Linked DNA regions of Mus musculus: region 1 is linked to region 2. Evidence: chromatin contacts called from public Hi-C data. All regions are on one chromosome and are shown on one strand. Each heading gives the region's core, a stretch centred on a gene start, on an enhancer-like site or on the middle of the called end of the contact. The rest is flanking DNA. Distances are from core to core; before and after follow the strand shown.

Region 1 (3,902 bases), core at 1,341-3,840, 530 kb after region 2:
TCCAAAGTCTCTCTAGGGTATGAATGAGTGAGCCTATAGCTATACCCTGCTGGAGGAGGGTATAGTCTCAGGAGGGCTGGACAAGAGGACTACAAGTTTTAGGCCAGCCTCAGCTACCCAGTGAGACTGTATCTTAAAAAGAAAGGAAAATAAATAGAAAGGGTGAGATGGCTCAGCAGATAAAGGTCCTTGCCACCAAGCCCAAAGACCTGCGTTCCATCCCCATAGTAGGAGAGAAACATGTGGTCTTCTGACACAGGTACTATAGCACATGTGTATTGCATACACATGCATTTGTACAGACATACACACAACAAATAAACTGTTCATTAGTCAAAGTGAAAAAGGAAATAGAAAAGGATGGGAGGGAGTTGTGATTTACGCCAGGGTGGAAGAAATGAGCTCAGGCTGCTAACCCCATTTTACAAACCACCAGCAGCAGCAGCAACATTAGAGAGACTCTCCGAGGCGGGGCCCGAGCGAAGGGCAAGGCTTCCAACCTACTGCCTAGTTTCCCAGCAGAGAGGGCAGGAAGGAGTGCGCACCCGTACCACAACCTAGCCTACCCAGTGCTGTTCCACGTCCACTAGTGGGCGGCTGGGGCCTGGGCTCTTACATCACCTTCAAGTTATCCAAGGGTTGGGAGCTTGCTAGTCAGTGTCACTTTCAGCAGCTTCAGCTCCCTTGGGGACTGCAGAGCTTTGACAGTGAGTGTGGGGCTGGGAGTTTGTGTGCTGAGCTCCCTTCCTAGTTTAGCACGGCCTTCAGAGGCCACAGCTTCTCTAGACCTCCCTCAGTTTTCTCATCTGACAAATGTGGGTAGTTTTGGCTACCACAGTGCAGCCCAAGGCTGAACCGATGTCCATGCATAGAGGGGATCTTTCCAGAGTGGCTGCCAACTGCCCTTTCCTTTCCCTGCTGGGAGTAGGTGTTGGTCCCCTCACAGGCCTCCCCTTTCTCCTGCCCCTGGTAGCATAGGGGACAGACAGGAAGGCGGGCAAAGTAGAGCAGCATTTCCTCTTGGGCCAGGGGGAGCAAGTGCAGGCCCTGATAAGGCACACATGGCCCTCTGCACGTCCGCCTTTTGTCCCAGCCCCACCAGCCTTTCCTGCTCATGTCTGCCAGGGCGGGAGGACTGGGGCCTGCCTGTTTCTCTCTTCCCTTTGCATCTCTCAGCCTGTGGTCCTAGAGAATTTGAATCCCCAGGCACAGCAACTTCTGGGACCAGCACATAGGTGCTGCCCAGGCCCACGGAGAGCATAAGGCCTACACCAGGGCTCTGTGTCCTCCTCTTGGGTGGGGTAGGGTATGGGAGATGGACAGCCCTCTCACTCTCACTTGCCCTGACAACATTAGGAATCCTGGCACTCCTGTGTCTGACTCTACTCCAGGGTCCCTCTGTGGCTTTCTAGCCTGGGGACCCAAAGAGGCATTGGCCTAACAGCAGCCCCTAGGCTGCTCTTTCTGTCTGTCTTCCGTGACACTCCACTCCAGCCCAATGACTGATTGAGGGATTGGCATTCTTGCCCCCATGGTCCTCACAGTACTCAGTGACCAAGCAGTGACCACCTAGAGCCTACCCAGTAACATCAGTGATTACATTGTGATCCCTTTGTGACCATCTAGCCATCATAGTGACCACCCAATGACAATCTAGTTGCCAGTAGTGACCACTCAGTGGGTACTGAGTTGTCAGAAGGGCCTCAGAATAGCTTCACAATAATTACTGACTGCCTATGACCACACCAACTACAGTGGCCATACTGTGGACGTCAGTGACACAGTGGCCACAAGGAACACATAGTGAACTCACAGACCCCATGCAGTGACCAGTAACTACAGTGGCCATACATGAGATGGGTTACTGTGTTCAATGGGAGGTTACTAGGGGTCATTACGTGGTCATTGTAGTCGTGGTCTTTGCATGATTGCTATGACTGCTGGTGATTACTATGGTCACTTGGCAGTCACTGTGTTGTTGAAATTCTGTGATCACTGTGACCATTGGATGATCATTGTGTGGTCACTGCATAGTTGATCATTTCGTGATCATTGGAGGGTGGTGGTCACTCTGTGGTCATTGGTGGCTCCTGTGTTGACTTTTGTGGTTATTGTGGTCACTTGGCAGTTACTGTGTGGCCACTGTATAGTCAGGGTGGTCACTTGGTGGTCATTATGTGGTCTCACCTGGTCTTTGGGTGGTAATGGGATCACCAATATAGGTCATGATCACTACCCAGTCATTATGTGCTCACTACATGCTCAATGGACTGTGTGGTCACTCATTGAGTGGTCACTGTGGTGACAACATGGTCACTGTCAGTATGTGGTCACTATGGCTATGGAGATTATCATGTGATCACTACACAGTCCTTGCAGTCACTATGTAGTCACTGTATGACGTATGATTGCTGCACGGCCATCATGCGGTCACTACGTGACTGGTTGCTGAGTGACCACTTTGGCAACTGCAGCCACTGTGAGGGATCTACTCTCAGGCTCTGCGTGAGCGAGGTCACAGAACTGTCTCCCCTGCCTGGCCAACTCTGCTGGTGTGAGTGACGGGCTTTCTCTCTTCTGGGCAATGCTCCAATGCAAGTGTGGGTCCTCCCCCATCTGTCGTGCATGGACCGTTGGGCTGACAGCTGCTCTGGCCGCTCTTATAGTTCTGCAGTGAACACGGGAGGGTGGATGTCCCTTCCAACTCTGACCTCGTGTTCTTTCCCACACCCTTTAAGGGGGCTGCTGACCTCACAGTGCTTCTCCTATGATGTCTAGAGGAGCCCACACTCCTTCCAGGATGCTTTTACCATCTTTAAGTGCCTTTTAGCTGAATAAATGTACTCACAATGTGATTGAATAGTCACTCGTTCCAAAACCTTGTCTTCCTTCAAGCTGACATTTCCCCCCATGACTACTGTGACGACTGAGAAGCTATTTATGTTTCCTACACTGGACACTCCAGGTACATGTGTGTGCCCTACATCACTGGCTTCCTCCCCTGGGTGTTTCCTGGGCAATTCTCCCATATTATAGCATAAACCAGAACTCCGTTTCTTTCTCTCCCTCTCTCTCCCTTTCTCTCCCTCTCTCTCCCTCTCTCCTTCTCTCTCTCCCTCCCTCTCCCTCTCTCCCTCTTTCCCTCCCTCCCTCTCTCTCTCCCCACTCCCCCCCCCCTCGGAGTTGAAGCCAGAGCCCCGTGCATGCTCTACAAGCCGTGCTCTGACCACCCACCCAGCTTGAACTAACGTTCTTTGTTCTGATTCTGCTACACACTGCTTATCACCCAAACGTGGTGCTCTCCTCCCCGATATTGTAAATCCTAATCCAGACCATGTAAAATTCACTTCCAATCTTTTTGGAGGCTACCTGGGAGCAGAGTTGCTGGAAGGTCTGGTAATTTTTAGAAATTGGAGTTGTTTTATTCTTGTTGAGACAGGGTGTCTGTCATGAGTCCTTTGAACTTCCTCATCCTCCTGCCTCCTCCCAAACACTGGCATTTCAAATATGTTGCTCCGCAGTGCCAGAGTTGGAAGCCAGGGCTTCATGCTCACTAGGCAAGCAGTCTACCAACCGAGTCACATCCCTAACCACAAGACTCTTCCTTTTCATACGTGGTTTTGGAGAATAGTGGCCCCTCAACCCACAGGGTCCCACTGAGAAGGAAAAGGGACCAAGCAGGGACTCTCTCATGGCATGCGACATCTCAAAGGTGATGAAGAGCCCTTGTTTTTGGACAGCTCCAGGGTCATGGAGATCCAGGGAACAGTGGAGACTTTTCAGGGGTTTCCTTAGGACTGTGTGGGGCATGGGGTGCTTCTGTGGAACAGAAAAATGTCTCACAATAGGTCCATGGTGGTGGATTCCCCAAGCCCAACAGGCCAGGGCTGGAACCTGCTGCT
Region 2 (3,635 bases), core at 212-2,711:
GCCAAGGACCAAGACCTGGAGATAGGTGTATGCCCGTGTGTGTGCACATTCGTGTGAATGTGTGTGCAAGCAGGAACACAGCACTCTGGGGTCATCCACACTTGCTTTGCAGCATCTCTGAGCCCTGAAGTTGTCCAGTGGGGTCTACTAGACCATATATATGCTCGAGGTCAGGCCAGCCCTAGCTTCAGGCAGCTCCTGAGTACAGTAAGGGAGTCCCAGGGTTAAGTCTAAGCCACAACACATTTGGAAAGCTAAGACAGCAGTCCCAGAGGTGGGCACTCCATCCCGTCCCTCTGGCAGCCTCCTGTAGGTGAAGGTGGCAGTCTCCCTCAAGGATTCTAGCAGAGATGCCTGCAGGCTCCTGCCTCAGCAGGTGGACTTTTATTACTCAGAGACCAACAAATCATTCTGATGATAATGGGGATGAACAAGCACTTAATTATGAGGCCATGACACAGCAGGATTATTAATCTTAAGAGATGCAGCCCTGTCCAAAGGCCAGGCTTGCCGTTCCCTACCTTCAAGGGAGCCTGGGACCTGGCATTGGCCTCAGTGAAGCAGGCAAAAGAGGGCTGTCTGAGCTCAGAGATGAAGTGGGGGGTGCAGTGTACTGAAACTGGGGGGTCTCTGAGAGTGCCAGGACTGGAAAGGTGTTGGAGGCTCTAACATCGTTATCCCACAAAAGGAGGCCTGGCAATGTAGGTCTAGGCTGACAGAAAGCCAGTGGGACCTGAGTTCTGGGATCTTGAGAGGCAGCATGAAACAGAGCTGACTGAGGTGTGGCCCTAGCAACTCCTCTCATTCACAAGGATGAACTAGGGCCAACACTGGAGCAAACAGGAGCTCGGCATCTTCTCCCAATACTTTCCCCAGTGATGAGAGTCTACCACCCTCACACATGCCTAGAGCCAGGAAGTTTAGACTGAGGAGAGTCCAGGTGTATGGCTGCTCTTCTAGCCTGAGTGAATTCTGGTATCCAGCATCTTTAGGGTTAAAAAGGAGATGTCTCCATGCTGCTGAATGAACTTGTAACTGATCGGCCATCAGATTCATAAGAAGACCTGAGGATAGTCAGGTCTCCAGCCTCGGGTGATTCCCAGAGACAATTTAGAGGATGCCAGTTCCTGCCTGGACATGAGGTACTACATGGGTGACCCATACCCAAGTCTCAGTGGTACTGTATATCCCTAACTAGGGTCCTGAGGGATTTCAAGGTTACCATCTCCCCAGAGCTCCTGGATCACTCCTGAGGTGTCACTGAACCCTGGAATCCCCTGTTTCCTCCGGATCCAGGAGTACCCAGGGGCTGCAGCAAAGGTGGCTGGAGAGAAGCCGATGAGGACACTAAGGGATGACACCTTGGAATACTGCCAGCTCCTGGGGGAGGCCAGCTAACAGCCTGGTGCCAGGCCGGGCAGCTTGTGCGAACCGCCTGCGAAGCAAGCTGGCGGCTGGCGGCGCTTGGCAGGCAGCGTTGGGGGCTGTTTGCAGACTGCCGCCGACAGCTTCGCAGCTGAAATTGCCCTGGGTAAACAGAGGAGTGCATCGTGCCCACAGAAACTAGGAGGGGGCAGGGAACAGGAGATGTAGAGGGCTGTTTTAGGGTGACTGGAGCCTTTTGGGAGGCCCTTAGTATCTACTGGCCCTATCTGGATCTGACTTGGTCTCTGGGTCCTGGATCTAAGACTGGCACCCAGAAACCCAGCTTCCTGTCTCAAGGCTATGAACCAGGAAGGTTGATGGGGCTAAGGTGACCCTTTACCCTCCCTTCTGTGTTTTAGGGGGATTGCTCTCCTGACCATCACACTTTGTCTGGGCTCTCTTTGAGGAACCGCTGGCCTTATAACAGTGACCAGAGGAGACCCATTATCCTGTCCCCCTCAAGGAAGGGACCTGAGTGCTTTGGTTCCCATGTGTCTGGGCTGACATGTATGTACTTTCCTGGGTCTCACCCACTGAATCAGTGTTTCTGACACCCCATGCCCATGCACCCTAAGGCCCAGGGAGCCCATTTTAGGAGCTCTGCAGGAGATGAGGTAGAGAGAGGAGCATAGAACAGAAAAGGAGAGCCCTGAGGCAGGAGGCAATAGAGAGGAACTGGTGGAGGATTCTGTTAGGCAAACCACCCTCCTGGACAGCTCCTACCAGAGACCTAGTCCCACTCCCATCGGGGCTGTCTCAGCTCCAAAGATTGGGTCCCCTAATCTGGCTGCCTACAGGCTGCCCATAAATTAAACTACTTTCAGACAATAGGTAGAATCTTTGGACTCCTGGGGTTTTGGAAGCTGTGCTTCCAGCAGGGTATGGTACTGAAATGATAGTCATCAATGTCGCTGTTATGATTTTTCTGCGGTGTTGGGAATCAAACCCAAGCCTTCACACGTGCCAGGCAAGCGTTCCCTTTATTTAAATGCAGAGAACATGAAATGAAGGTTATGAGGATCACGCCTTGCACATGTGAGCCTTGGCCTGCACAACCTCTCCAAGCGGACCCTAGCTTTGGGCTCAGGCCATCCCATTCCATCCTTGTCCGTCTGATCTCAGCAATCCACGATGCTGCATTCAAGAGAGGCTTCACCTTGACTGGTGCGGCTCCTATCCAGGCCAGAGATATACGTGGCTGCTTTGTTAGTCATGCACAGGGAGGCCACTAACTCTCAGGGCCACCCAGTACCACAGATCTACAGGTCCCAGGCACCTGCCAACCTCTGTGGAGGCCACTGAGTTCCCCAGAAAGAGGTGATAAACATCCACCAGATTGATTATTAATAGCACAAATGCCCGTTACAGGAAGTGTGGTAGGAACGCAGCCGCCTTGTGGGGAGAGCCGATGATTGTCCAGCTAGAGACTGAGGCTCCTCCTTTTCCTGGAGGGACTGAATGATTAGATTTATTGAGGGCATAAGATCGCCCAAGCACTTAGCAGTCTCCTGGTCTGGTGTGAGGGGAAATGGAGGAGAGGCTGAAGTGGGCTGGCCGGTGGGGCAGTGGGAGCAGCTCCAGGAATCCGCCCTTCCCCCACAGGTTGGGCAGGCCTGTGGAGAGGAAGACTGCAGGAGGCCGGCAAGAGAGAGAGAGACCCTGAAGCACTTCTGCACCCTGCTCGGGGAAGATTTCTGATTGTCCCCAAGGCCTAGTGGCCAGGGAGTCCCCCAGGCTCCTCCTAGGCCAGGTACTCCTGTCAGTAGGACTTCCTCTTCTAGTGTGAGCTGCTTAGACAGGTCCTACCTGAGCGGGGAAAGAGAAGCCTCGGGAGGACCCCATGATGTATACCAGGGCAGCACGAGCCGCTCTGACTGGCCTTTGTCTCTGAGCACAGGATGGAGGGAGAAGGAAGAAAAGGGAAGAGGGGAAAGGAGAAGAGAGATTGGGAGAGTGAAGGGTGAGCAAGCTGGCCTTGGGGGTTGGGAGGAGGTCCTCTATCCACTTGGTATGTGGAGCACCTCAGCAGGATGGAATTGTCAGACACCAATATTCACAAATATCCAGACTCTTTAATTTCCATATAACGGCTGTCATACTAAATCTAAATTTAATGTTTGTGTGGAATCCTGAGTTTAAAGTATCCTCGCACGACTATCTGCTTGGTGGCTCTAGTGTAAACACAAATGCAGTAAGCATGGCACTCAGAG

The links. Hi-C and Micro-C count contacts between places; a contact is called where the count stands out from the background.
Region 1: a Hi-C map of cerebellum shows a contact between it and region 2, with 1.7 times the contacts expected there. The contact joins two enhancer-like sites. A contact is called at or near these places in 10 of 484 Hi-C or Micro-C datasets (the G1E-ER4 cell line, the N1E-115 cell line, cerebellum and 3 more).

The regions. Positions count from the first base shown.
Region 1 is chr2:26,571,006-26,574,907 of GRCm38.p6, forward strand. No RefSeq gene overlaps it. Among named protein-coding and RNA genes, the nearest start is that of Egfl7, 11 kb to the right of the region's middle. Within about 2 kb of position 2,591, at least 63 of the 459 cell types and tissues checked have an H3K27ac peak or open chromatin away from gene starts, as enhancers often do. A contact at or near this core is called in cerebellum, where this site is marked.
Region 2 is chr2:26,038,715-26,042,349 of GRCm38.p6, forward strand. No RefSeq gene overlaps it. Among named protein-coding and RNA genes, the nearest start is that of Ubac1, 19 kb to the left of the region's middle. Within about 2 kb of position 1,462, at least 37 of the 459 cell types and tissues checked have an H3K27ac peak or open chromatin away from gene starts, as enhancers often do. A contact at or near this core is called in cerebellum, where this site is marked.